2 separate regions of the Cyprinus carpio genome follow, and region 1 is linked to region 2. A link is a contact called in public Hi-C data. All regions are on one chromosome and are shown on one strand. The core of a region is the stretch at or near the end of the contact, and the rest is flanking DNA. Distances in the headings are between cores, read along the strand shown. Region 1 overlaps ahr2 (aryl hydrocarbon receptor 2). Region 2 overlaps ahr2 (aryl hydrocarbon receptor 2).

What was found. Hi-C and Micro-C count contacts between places; a contact is called where the count stands out from the background.
Region 1: a Hi-C map of skeletal muscle shows a contact between it and region 2, with 7 times the contacts expected there. The contact joins two enhancer-like sites. A contact is called at or near these places in 3 of 8 Hi-C or Micro-C datasets (all in skeletal muscle).

The regions. Positions count from the first base shown.
Region 1 is chrB22:20,155,173-20,162,194 of ASM1834038v1, reverse strand. All of the region lies in intron 2 of ahr2 (aryl hydrocarbon receptor 2), which reads left to right. All of the region lies in intron 1 of LOC109082837 (glutamic acid-rich protein-like), which reads left to right. Among protein-coding and RNA genes, the nearest start is that of ahr1b, 24 kb to the right of the region's middle. Within about 2 kb of position 3,399, at least 2 of the 8 cell types and tissues checked have an H3K27ac peak or open chromatin away from gene starts, as enhancers often do. A contact at or near this core is called in skeletal muscle, where this site is marked.
Region 2 is chrB22:19,988,534-19,995,524 of ASM1834038v1, reverse strand. All of the region lies in intron 2 of ahr2 (aryl hydrocarbon receptor 2), which reads left to right. All of the region lies in intron 1 of LOC109082837 (glutamic acid-rich protein-like), which reads left to right. Among protein-coding and RNA genes, the nearest start is that of LOC109046910, 46 kb to the left of the region's middle. Within about 2 kb of position 2,779, at least 3 of the 8 cell types and tissues checked have an H3K27ac peak or open chromatin away from gene starts, as enhancers often do. A contact at or near this core is called in skeletal muscle, where this site is marked.

The DNA of each region.
Region 1 (7,022 bases), core at 2,150-4,649, 170 kb before region 2:
TTATTAAAAAAAATATATTATGCTAGCATTAAAAAAAAAAAAAAAAAAAATATATATATATATATATATATATATATATATATATATATATTTAAATTAATTGTATTTATTTGTTAAATATTAACAAAATTAATTAAAAAAAAAACTCAATTTAATTTTTTTTTAATATTGGTTGTAAGTAAATAATGTTCAATAAATTCATAAATGATATTTAGTAAAAAAAAAATTATTTATAATGATAAAAAGTTATTACAATAAATAAAGTTTTTTTTACATTAATTGTATTTATTGAAGATTGGTATAAGAATATATTTAATAAATGTTCAATAAATTAAAAAAAGTAACGTTCAGTGAACAGTTATTACTTATTCATTTATTTATTGTCAGTTTGTGTTTATATGCATTTTAAAACAGCTTTACACATAGCTCATCCAATCAGAATTTAGAGAAACTACCCATTATGTATACCTTATTTTGACGTGTGTTTATTGCCCTTTTTTGAACTTAAATGCCTTTTTAGTCCTCAATTGCATGACATGCAGCGTGTGGGAGTGAAAGACATTTAGTCTTTGGAATATGGCAAGATCACACATATATTTACCAAGCAACCTGTTTTGCATCTATTCAGTTCATCTGTAATAACCTTGGACGTTTCGGTATTTGTCTCCACTCCTTTAGAGACTTCTGGGAAGCGTTTCTGCAGTGTTCTGCATTATTAGGAGGAACTCTGGGTGTGTGGGTGTGTCAGGATACTGACTACTTTGCAACTTTGCGGTTGGCGTTCGTCCTGACCGTGGTAGCTTTCACTAGTCTGAGGCCCACCAAACCAAACCACACCTATACACATGTTCTCAGGGGCTGGCGAAGAGAAAACATCGACAGCAGGCATTTTTTGCGTCAATGTGCATGTGCATATCATAAATTGTCCAAAAAGGCCCAAGCAACAAGAGGCCGAGTGCGTTTCTTTCTCTCTCTATCGCTGATGAATGACGGTGTTTGGCAGATTCTCCTGAGAAGCGGGTTTATTGCCAGTAGCATTGCGTGTCAAGAGTTTATTTAGACGGAGAGGTCGAGGGAGGAAACGAGAGCAGTTGAGAGAGGCAAACTAAAGAGGGGGTGTATTCATTCACTGAGATAGATTGATTGATTTTAAATGTGAGTTTGTTATGAAACAAAAACACGGTTTATGCTTTTAGGAGGTTGCCGGCGACTTGAGGAACTCACTCTGGCAGAGTTCCGAAACGGTTGGTACGGTAAACGGAGCTTGGAACGTTCCGTCACTGCTTACCAATTGTGTGACAGCACTTGAGCTGTTTAGAGGAAAACGCTCATTTAACGTTATTCAGAAAGGGTACAATCACACCACAATCATGTTTTCCTTACTAATCTGATGTAGTGTTGGTTTTAAAGTTATTGTTTTGCTTTTTGAAGAAACCCTGGGCGAATTTGGCTGTCGCAGAAAGCAGGACCAGGAAACAGGTCAGGAATGAGGAGTGGGTGGATGAGGGTGTTTTAGTCCAAACTTTCTAAAAGAGAATCCTTAAAATCCCCTCTTTACTGAACTTCATTGGAATTTTGTATTTACATATGTCTGTCATGGTTTTCCCCTTACATTATGTTGATTTGTGTTAGGGATGAGTCATGATCTTTTTTCATATATATATATATACAGTACTCCTTTTACATAATTTTTTAACGAATTAATACTTTTATTAAGCAAGGATGCAGTAAATTGATCAAAAGTGACATGAAGCAATGTTTATAACATTAATAATATTACAAAAGAAAAAAAAATGTTCTTTTGAACTTTATATTCTTCAAAGAATCTTGAAAAATTTATCTTGGTTTCCAGAAAACAGTTTTCAACAGTAATAATCAGAAATGTTTTTGAGCAGCAAATCAGCATATTAGTATTATTTCTGAAGGATCATGTGATACTGAAGAAGCCTTGGCGAGCATAAGAGACTTCTTTCAAAAACATTTGAAAAACTTAATGACCCCAGACATTTGAAAGGTAGTGTATAAATATTAATTGTTATTATTTCTTTAAAAAAAAAAAAAAAAACTTACTAATCCCAAACTTTTGAACAGTTGTGTTTATGAAAAAAAAGTACTGTATATATATGGAAAAAAAAGCAACAACAACCAGTATGTTCTTCAAAATTCCTCTTTTTTGTGTGTGTTCCACAAAAGATGACTGGAGATGTATTGTTTATTTATTTATTTAGTTAAATATATTAAAAATGATTTTTCAATAAGTATTTTTATTTGAAAAAATTAAAAAATCTTTTTATTGAACATTGGTGTAAGTAAATAATGTACAATAAAATAAAAAGCCAATGTTTAATAAGTAGTTTAAAATAAAGCCAACAGAAATGACAATAATATGAGATTGCTGTCCGGAGGCCAGAATTGCTTTTTTCTTGACAGATGAAGAAAGGAAAAGATTATGTTTTTATCCCCCTGCTCCTAATTTTCTCAATGTTCTCCTCTCTCCCTGCATGTCTTTGTTATTTTTTCCCCTTTCCCGCTCTCATTTTTTTATCTGTTTGCTGTGTGTGTGTGTTTACCTGGCTGACAGCTGCGTGGTTGCAGCTGAGCTTTGGAAGAAGTGTGTGTGTTGGCGGCGGTAGTGCGGAATTTACTGCTTTTTGAGAATGGAGCAGAACGCCGTGTGTGTGTGTGTGTGAAAGTGCTGAGTGAGAACTAAGCGGAACCCAAGCCTTGCGTGAGGAGCGAGCGTGCAAACTTTCAACCCTGGCATCCGCTGCCGAAGTTTTTGGGACGGAGAACGGCCCAGTGAGGGAGGAGAACAGATAGACAGGGAGGGAAAAGAGGCGGGAGAGGAAAGGGGTCGGGGAGAGAAGGGTTTAGTTACACAAGGATATGGAGCTTGGTAATTAAGAGCAGCAGGGAAGCGAACGGCGAGCGAACCTGCCAAGAAAAAGGGAGCTCGCATTTCAGCCGCATTTTCCATTTCGACGTGTGGTCAAGCGCGTATTCTGGTGCTCCTCCTTTATCTCTCCCCGTTTCGTGCCACGAGATGATTTACAGTAGAAAGCGGTCGTCCGGTTGACTCAACTCCTGCCAAAACAGCAATGTAAGATACAAAAAATGTGACGGCTTATCGGACGTCCCCAAAAATTTTCTGGAAAGATATTAATAACGCGCAAAAAAAAGGGAAAAACAAGACCTGACTCAACACCCGCGGATCGCAGTGTTTCTGTTGGGTTTAGTTGCCAGGACTGATACGCTCTTGGCCACGTCCCAATTCAAAATCTGTCCATCTCTCGCTCGCTCTCTGAGACACAGGCCGCTGCTTGCCTTTGTTTTGTTCTCTCGCATGTTTGTGTTGGTTTGATGTTGGCTTTGGCTCGCAGCGCTGACTGTAACATTGGCCGTCTGACGCGCATGTAAACTTACCTCCAGCTATGGTTGCCTATAAATTCATACACACACAGCCGAGATACTTTTATGCCCACTTTACACACCCATCAGCTGTAAAATTGTCTCGATTATTGTATAAACAGATGGTTTTAGTAGGCGACTTTAATTTGGACGTTTACTGTTCCTTTGATGAACAGCCACTTCGTTGACTAGTAACCTCTTTTAATTCTGTGATACTTCTTTATAATATAATAAAAGACAGTATATTTTAGAATGAAATATGACACATATGGTGGAATTTGATTGAATGGTATAAAATGCACTTATCCAATTTCAAACCATTTTTTATGACTTTTTTTTTTTCTTTGCAGTAACATGAATCATTCTTGGTTAGTCCAGGAAATACAAATGCATTGTTGACATAAAAAACATATTGCTAAATATGATAGTTTGAGCATTTCAACTTTGGCAACACTGGCTCAACCTATACCCTGAATATGAGGTGGATCGACCTGTTTTTGAACAAGGAAAGAAGACATTTAAGACATACAGATATTTAGGAAATATTTTTATTAATTGTTTTGTTTTGTTTTGTTTTATTTTATTTTACTTTTATTTTATTAGTAAATTGTAATGATGTTTGTTTGCTGCATTTATTTAAAAATCGTAGCTTTATCGAATGTTACAAAACTTGGTGACTTTTATGGCACTTGGTATATGAACACAAAATAATTGAGGGCATGATATGAAAAGTGCTCGTTAAAAAAATTGTCACACTGATGGTCTTCGGTCAAAAATGACCGACCATAGGAAATGAATGGAAAAAAAAAAATTATTAAAATAAAGAACATTTTTGTGTGTACGATCTACAAATCCCCCACGATTCAGAAAAAAACTGCACTGCAATGAAGGGGTGAATCTCTAAAATATCTAGAGTGCAAAATCAACACACCCACTTACACACGCGCGGACACACACATACTTCTACACACACACACACCCCTTTGAACTGGTGCGACTGTAACACAGCAACTATGTAAAATAAAATCAATAATTCAACTACAATCTAGTAAAAATGTGGACAGCAAGGAAAGGGTTACACTCTAAAATATCAAGAGTGCAAAACAGACTCACTCACACACACTCACAGACACACACAATTACACACACTCAAATGAATTGGTATGGCTATAACCATATAGCCAAAATGAGTCAGAAAACTGAATTAAGAGATTAAAATCAGATCAGGCCCAGAAGGATTAAGCTCTGATAAAGCATTCCTGTTTATTTTCGTTACATTTTTATAGAATTTTAATGTTTTATCTAACAAAATTATTTCTGTATTCAGGTTTGACTGTAGTAATAAATATTCAAAAACTGACGCTTCAAATCAACATTTAAAACAACAAAAAAATTGTCTTCGAGAATGTCTTAATATACATTTAAATCCACAGCCTAATAAAAGTAAACAATTATGTATAAAACAACTAGGGGATTCAAAAGCCTCTTTATAGATTCCTATACAGGCATCTAATGGTTACACCATGAAATTACATGTTTTTCATTGCAGAGATACTGCATTGATTTGAAAAATTATTTTTAAAAATTAGAGAACTTTTAAAAAAAAATATATATTAGATTGATTTTACTGAAGAAAAAGTTACATTTCAGGTGTCCGGTCACTTTTGACCGCAAAGGCCATGAGTGTGACTCCCAAATGAGGAGCGCACAAGGGTTAAAACATACCTGTTTTTTGAACAAGGAAAGATATGAACGATATGCATTTAGGAAATATTTTAACTTTTAGTTTATTTTTATTATTTATTTTTGCTTTAGTTTTTTTTTTTTTGGACCTATGGTGGATCTACCAGGTTTCTTTTTTTGTTGTTGTTGTTGTATTTTTTCATTATTTAATACAGAAAGGCATGCAAACATTTGGTAAATGTTTTAATTTATTTTATTTTATTTTATTTTATTGAACTAGTAGCAGATTATTTTATTTATTTATTTGTTGGTTTGTTTAAAACCTATAGTTTTTTTTCATCAGGGGAAGACACAAAGGCATTTTGTAGTATTTTATAGCAAAGTCTTTTTTATTTTAGTTTAGCATTTTATATTATTTTACTTTATTAGCAGTTTTGTTTAAAATCTTTCTAATAGTTGGATGAAATGTCAGGCTATAGAAATGGATCTTTAAAGAATTATTTTCAGTTTTCAGCAGAATTGTCACTTATCCATTTTTCCGTCCAGAAGTCTTGCCCACCTTTTTTGTAGAACTGAAACAAAAACCCTCGTTCACCCTCTATTTCTGTCCCCGCGTCCCGACAGGAGTGATTGTCCAGCTGGCTGTCTCCTTATCAGTGTAATTGCTGCAAACAAATCTCAGGATGTGGTTTTCCCGTTCTGACTGTTGAGTCACCCTAAGATCTCTGGATGGAAGAATGTCGCCCTTTTTTCATTCTTCAATCAAACACATTTCCTCCTTGACTCTGTTTTGGCGCTCCTTAGGCTTTTCCTTCACTTGATGCGCAACACAAATGAACGAATCACCCGACCGTATCCCACCTGACCCCAAACGAGCATGTCACAACCTCAGTGAAACCACGTCAGTCTTCGCACATTTTGTTCTCGTGTGCTTCTGCTTTTTTCAGACGTCAAAGTAAACACCCAATTTCACTTCTTCAGTGAGGCGTTGTTGATGCCACTTCAGTCTCGCATAGACAGCAACAGGTTTATCTGAAACATGTTTATCATTAATTGCATAGCAATCAACATCAAGCTTGAGAAATGCCTCCATAAACGCTGTATCATTCTGACCGCTAGGTCAGTTTACCCCCAGTCTTCATTATGGTGCAGTTACAGTGAACAGAGTTCCACACGCACAAACACAAGGGCCGAATGTAAACTGTGCGACATCTCGATAGCACCGCTGAACCTAGCTCTGTTTCCAGAGGTCAGGGGTTAAGTCTGTTTGCACAAGCATGTGCTGAGTTCACAGAGGATGGAGTGGGAAGGAGGGATTGAGAGCATTTTTCTATTTTTATTCTTAGTCATAGTTAATCTAGGCAATAAAATATGAGATTTATATATTTAATCATTAAAAATTATACATATATTTATTACTACAAAAGTTATATAGTTAAAATATTATATATATATATATATATATATATATATATATATATATATAAAATTATTATTATTATTATTATAAAATATTATTTTTGCTCAATTATTAATAATGTTGAAACCTTTTTTTTTTGTTGTTGCTGCTTAGTAATTTCATGGAAAACATAATACATTTTTTGATGAATATAAAGTGCAGCATTGTTTGAAATAGAAATCTTTGTAACATCACTGTCTCCTTTGATCAATTTAATGCTTCCTTGCTGAATAAAATTAATATATTTAAAATACTTTTTATTCTGTATTCCAATATTTTATTTTCAGATTTTTATCTGTGTATATATATTATTTAGTTGTTTTTGTCAACAAAACTCTTATTTTCATTTACGAAAATGCTAATTAATTTCAGTTATTTTATCCCAGAATAAAATAAGCTAAAATGAATGAATATGACATGAAGATGGCATAATTTACACTTTGGTTGACAGAAAAATTCCTCAAATTCAGGC
Region 2 (6,991 bases), core at 1,530-4,029:
AACCAAAAATGCAGGCTTGTTAACCCTCAACTGAAAGCCTTTTGAAAGTTTACTGTAGTAGCTTTGTATAGTAACTACACTATCCATTAAACTATTATTTGTTATAAGATTTGTACTTTTTTGTACATATACCATATTGGCATAATTAAAAATAAAAATGATACTCATTCATATGGTTTTATAAGTTACTCAGTTATATGATTTACCATAGCACATGCCTAAAATACAATGGCATTACCACATTACTTTCTTATAAAGCATCCTTTATGCTAAGAAAAAAGCACTGTGGTACCACCATGATTGTTTTGGGCATTGTACCATGGAAGTACCATGGAAACTCCATGATATTTTGGACATGTACCATCAAAATATAGCTATAATATATTCCAGTGTATTTCCAAGAATACAATAGTACATGACTATCATGGTACATCTCCAAAATAATATGGTATTACCACAGAATTTTCATGTAAAGGACACCTTACTCAAAAAATTGCACTATAGTCCCACCATGGTTGTTTTGGTACCATGGTAATAGCATGGTATTTTGTACCTGTATTATACTTTGAAGTATCATGGAGTACCCTATAAAATACAATATTCAAGATCCAAGATTTCTTTTTCTTTTTTTTATGCAATATAGTAATCAAAGTTTCGCCATCATTGTACCATGGTACCACCACAATACTTTTTTGTAAGGGCTCTATGTAGACTGTTTAGTATTTTTCCCCACTCTGTTACTATAGTACTTTTCTACAGTTAGTGTGACCGTAAAACCATATTGCATTTACATAAGGCTGAAACCTACAAAGTTTGTCAGTATGTCACATGATCATGTGGTGAATCTCTTGAAAGTTGGGGGGTTTTTTATCACATGCCGTGATAGCCTGAGGTGGTTAGCCTGACAGCTTTTTTGATTCTTAATCCTAAACTTTGATGTGCTTACACATGTGTTGGAACGTGCACGGTTTGATCACTTGGCATCCTAACCAGGGGAAACCTGTTAAACGTGTTGCTTAATTTCCTCTGTGTACACAGGAAGTAGTCTTTGTTCAGAAAGAGAAGGTGAGAGAGCAAAAGAAAGTCTTTAAAAACTTTGAGCAATCTTCATTTGCTTAGCAAACTAGCACTAGACAGTACAGTACCAGCTCTGAGGTATACAGTATAGTAGGATTTTTGCAACACTGTGGTTGGTTGAATACCAGTTTCTTCGTATTGCCCGGAGGGAAATGTTTGTCATCAATCCACAACTTTTCTTCCTCTTCTCACCTGCATGCCACCTTTCCACTTGTCTGTCTGTGATCCCTCCATCACAGAGATGTCCTCTTTTCCTTGTTCGTTTTATCAAACATGCACACAAAACTCAACTTATCCACCTCAGATTCTTCTCATTTAACGCACATGGAATGGAGCGAAAGAGCGACCAGGATGGAAGACCGCAAGAAAGTCTGAAAGGAAGAGGAGGTCTTTTGTTGGAATGATCAGCATTATCTGAGGTTTTTGAAGAGGAAAAAGATGTTTCCTGATACTTTGGCTCAGACCTGAAATATGGTCAAGACGTCCAAGTTCACCAGTTCCCTTCCATGTTTTTAAACATGGCTCTCAGAAATAGGGATGCGATTCTCAAGTTACAGAACCCAAACTGTTTCATTGCAACAAAGAAGCAAATCTTGTCTTTGATTTACCTTCTGAGGGTCCTGCAAGAATTGCATAGCTGGTAGCTTTGTTTTGTAACATGCTAACTGGTTTTTAGCTGGTCATTATAGCACGTACAAGCAACCTTAGAGCACTGACATATGAGCTCAGTGCAGTCGAGCCGGTTTTTGGCACATGGTGACTGGTCAAACAAGGTCATCACATTCCAGTTTAAGCTAGACTTTCCAGCAGGGACTAGCCAGTGAAAGTGCAATTATTAGCCTTCTTGTTTGCTTATCACTTGGCGTCATCAGTTGCTTTTATCCTGAGCGACTTATAGGTTACTAATTGTAATGACTGTATCTCTGAGGCAGCCAGAAATTAGTCTTGTCGAGCTTAGTACTTGTGCATGTGGTGACCTTGTTTCAGATTGCATATATATTCTATGTATATATCTGTTTAATAAGGAATTAAGTGTTCATTTATCAGGAGCAGAAAATTACTAGGAACACAAAGGCCTAAAAACGACAACCTTTGCTCTATCACCTCAGCTATATCCATAACCATCATCAATTTTGCACACCATAAGAACTTATGTCAAACAATATGCTAGACATCAATGGCGTCATTGACGACTGTTGTACAACTGTCGTATAGCTCTTAACCAATAAGCTACATCTGCTAACTGTCATCAATATTGTGCAAGCCATAAAAGCTCAATGCTTGCGTGCCAAAACAAAAGAGTTATTGACCCTTATCATAATATATCTGTGTTTTACACCTAGCCTATCTGTTTGTTTACAGCCTCTTGTCATTAGCTTATCAGGAAGTGATCCTTCGTATCGTGGGAGTGGAAAATGAGCAGACAGGTCAACTCCCTGTCCCCGCAGTTCTGAATGAAAGTTTACAGAATGAGTTGACAAGGAGATTTAACTGTCTGTTTGTCTGAGGTGACAAGCACTTTGGCATATTGTCAAGAAGATTTTACTGTTCTCACATTTCCACCCATTCCTACCTGCTTCCTCCAATCTTACGAATGACAGATCATCAAGACTTTCAGTTTGCCATTTTAGTTTTAGGTTACATCATTCCAAACAGACAAAACAGATGCTGGGAGTAAAGCAGAGTGTCGAGACAAACCGGGTTAAAAGCTTATGGAGATTTGGAAAGAGTTGTAAGTTCTACTTCCAACCAATTTTCTGGTTCTTCCTTATGTCAGGAGGCATGGCCGATATCTTTTCATTCCTCTTCGCCATTGGGACAAACAACAAGGGTTAAATGACACTAAAACCTAAACCAAAAAAAAAAAAAAGAGTGACTCTCAGTGTGAGGGGTGTTAACGAGAAGGAAGAAAGGGGAAGCGCGAGAACAATATCAGCATTGTAAGTCAAGACAGATAAAGAAAGCCCTGTGGGTGAGAGAAGTTTTCTTTGGATCCCGACACCATTTCCTGTCCACTCGGACCCAAGAGGTCATTGGACACCCTGGTGCACTGTACTCTTCCTCTCCAGCCTTTTTCCGCTCCTCATCATACATCGATTTCACCATTTTACATTTTCGTCTGTACTGCAATGTGCACAGGAAGAGATAGGCTGTATTTCCTGTTTACAAAGGACGACGGTTGTATATGCGTGTTTTTTCCTTGAAGTGTACTTCGTAGTGTAAGTAAGATAGCGTATCGTTTATGTTTTTGTGGTAAAATGTGTGTTTTCGGGTGCACATTTCATCCCTGCATCTGCATGTCTGTTCCTGAGACTTGTGAGTTGTATATGCAGGAAATTTTCAAGTGTATGTGTGTATGTGTGTGTGTGTATGCGAGTACACTCAGGACGTTCGGTGTGTGTGTGTGTTTTCTGTTGGCAGTGAAGTGTCTCAGGGGAGGCAGGGCTTGCGTGAGAGCACTGTTGCAGATCTGTCAGTGAGAGGGGGCTGCTCAAGGTCTGCCGGAGTGTGTGTGTGTGTTTCTGTGCTGGGCTAGAATTGTTCTCCCCAAAGGGGAGGGAGGGAGAGCGAGTTAAGCCAGCCCTGTCTGTCAGCATGGAGCTGCCGTTCATATGAGTGTGTGTGCTCTTAGGACTACACACACATTTAGCTAAACGAAGACACACCAAAGACTTTTAATGTTTTTATTTTAAAATAATTGTAAATTGAGGATGCATGATATAGGTTATTGGCCTATTATTTTTAATAATAACTATTAGGGATGCACGATAAATATCGGCCCGATATTAATGCTCATCTCGTCAGTAAAGCCAGTTCTGTAATTAGCGGTAAATCTCACGTGGAGCAGCAATTACTACACAGAGCTGTTGTTCACTGACAAGCTGCGCAAAACCACAATCATATTTTGCACATGTTTTGCGCACCTTGTCAGTGAACAACAGCTCTGTGTAGTAAATGCTGCTCCACTTGAAAGCACGCATGTGTAGAGATTTACCGCTGATTACAGAACCGGCTTTACTGACGAGATGATCAACATTTTTGTTTACTGTTATTTTTATTGTTATTATATTATTATTTATTATTTTTTTTAATAAATGCATTTTTAATTTATATTATCATCCTCAACCTAACATGCAAAGAAAGATGTTTCTATTTGATTTTTAACAGCGCAACTCTATTATAAAGAGAGTCATGGATCGGTACAAACTTTTTAGTGAATTCGCACCTTTACATTTGAGGTTAGAGAGTCATGGAAAGTCTTTTGCACTGTGATTTTTCTGGCACCTACGGGTTTTGACTTGTGGACAGACAGTGTAGTCTTTCTAAACCCTCGAGCCATGTTACTGACTGACTCAGAGTGCCTCACTAGGTTGGATTTAGTAATATGATAATTTCCTGCTCTGAATTTGAGTAGATTGTAAATAAATAATGGAAGGGTGTGTACAAGATTTTGATTTCAACATGACATTTTCTTCCATTCAGAGATAATGTAAATGGTACGTGCCCTGCAAAATTCGCTGCCACGATGCTAAGATGATGTAAATGATTGCCAGAGCATTGCTTAAATTCCTTGTTCTTTGATTCTTTGAAAATTAGAAACTCATACCATACCAGGAAAACATCTGACCCCAGTTCAACCCAGCACTTCATGCTTATTTGTCAATGAATTTATTGTTAACATTTAAAATTTTCTCATGGATTTGATTGACAAAACAAACTTGTATTTGCAGGCCCAAAAAGGACTTGCTGTCTTATTATGTGTTGAAGTCCCGGTGACAAAGTCGTGACAACAGCTGCCACTCAAACAAAATCATCATAACCGAAGGCATGGTCGTTGCTCATCTAGCATTCTTTGTGTTGCAGCAAGTTTTGCAAAGCTGTCTTGACTCAATCAACACCCCGGACCTGTTAAAGTACCTGTTCCAAGTCAAGAATGACAGAATCAACAGCTTGTTTACTTCTGTCATTCTGTACAAATTGACGAGGAAGAAGAAACTGAGATTAACCAGCAACCCCAAACCAGAAGCCTTCTCCCAAACCTCACCTTAAAACCTCAGCCCAGCTAGTTAACTTCTAACCCCAAACCAGGCATATGTGCACATGTAGGCCCTGTGGTGTGCGTGCATGCATGCACCATACAACAAGATGGTAAAACGATTTGCTCCAGTCATTTTGGTCTTAAAAACTCTTTGGTCTTAAAACTTGACCTCATTTGAAATTAAAACAGTCAAACCAAGATTGCCTCAGTGGCATACTGCATTGCTACAGACATGCTGCCAGGGTTAGGAATCGAAAACTTGTTGCTATTTTGGTGATGCTATCTCAAAAGAAAAATTCAGTAGAATTGTCACCCCGAATTGTCAAGTAAAATCGAAATCAGAACTGTTTAACACCTTGCTATTTTTAGGTTACCACATGCAAGTCCCAGGTGTTTGGCAATTATGCAAGTAAAATTGCAACCATAAGTGTCCTCACAATATTTCTTTGCTTACTGATTTCTACATGTTCCCATGTACCTCTGCCACATGTAGAAATAGCGTTTCCCTCCTTACTTCCCAGTGGCAGGTGTGAAACATTTCTAAAGTTTTCGTCAAGTATAATCGCAACCATAAGCAATCAATTTTTATTTGATTCTATTTACATTTATGCATTTAGCAGACGCTTTTATCCAAAGTGACTTACAGTGCATTCAGGCTATACATTTTTTACCTAACATGTGTTCCCCTGGGAAATCGAACCCACAACCTTTTATGCTGCTAACGCAATGCTCTACCACTGAGCCACAGGAACACTTCCGTTTCCTATATGTGCCCATCTACCTCAAAGTGAAAGTGACTTGACGTGGCCAAGTATGGTGTACTGAATTTGCGCTCTGCATTTAACCCATCCTAGTGCTCACACATAGCAGTGAGTTGTGAAAACACACACACCCGGAACACACCATTTTGATTTGGTGTCTTGCTCAAGGGCACATCAGTTGGGGTATTGAAGGTGGAAGAGAGCGCTGGTACTGAGACTCGAACCTGCAATGTTCAGGTGACAAGTCTGTGACAAGTCTCTATGCATTAGGCCATGACTGCCCCACATTTAGAAAGTGCTTAACCCCTCCTCCCTTCCCATTGGCAGGTGTGCCCCATCAACGCTGTTTTCATCAAGTAAATTTGCCTCGTTAAAGTAATTATAAGCATAAAAGTGCATACAATTCCTAGTTCAACATGCCCCAATGCACTGTCACTGCATGTAGCAACCACCTTCCCCTCTTCCCTCCCAATGACACTTTTCATCAGGTAGAAGTGCAACCTTAAGCATTAAATTGCGCCAAGGCACCATTATCGCATGTAGGAACCGCCCTCCCAATGGCAGGTGGTAAGACACATTAATGCATCTTTTGTAAACTAGAATCACAAAGACTGAATTCCTTACGGTTCTCATTGCAAAGAAAGGGAAATAAAGTGGTTTCTGCATGCGCCCATGCACTTGAGCCACATATAACAATAATTCCCCTTCCCTTTTATTGCAATGCCAACTTTACCACACAGATGCTGTTTTTGTAAAGTACGATCGAAATCAGAAGCGTTAAATTCAATTCAATTTTCATTCCTACATGCACCCATGCGCCTCAATTGAATGTTAGACCCGCATTCCATTCTTCCCTTCCAAGTGGCAGGTGTGCCGCACTACTGTAGTTTTTCGGCAAGTAGAATGGAAACCATAAGCATTAAATTCCTTACGGTTCCCATTCCTATACGCGCCATAACCACTTGTAGCAACAGTATTCCCCTCTTTCCTGTTTATCCAGCAACACTAATGCAATTTCGCCCTTATTCTCTAAATCAGGTGTGTGTGTGCCTGCCATTCACCCCCTTCCCAACCCCTTAGTGCAACCCAGACAAACAAACCATCAATGTGCTGT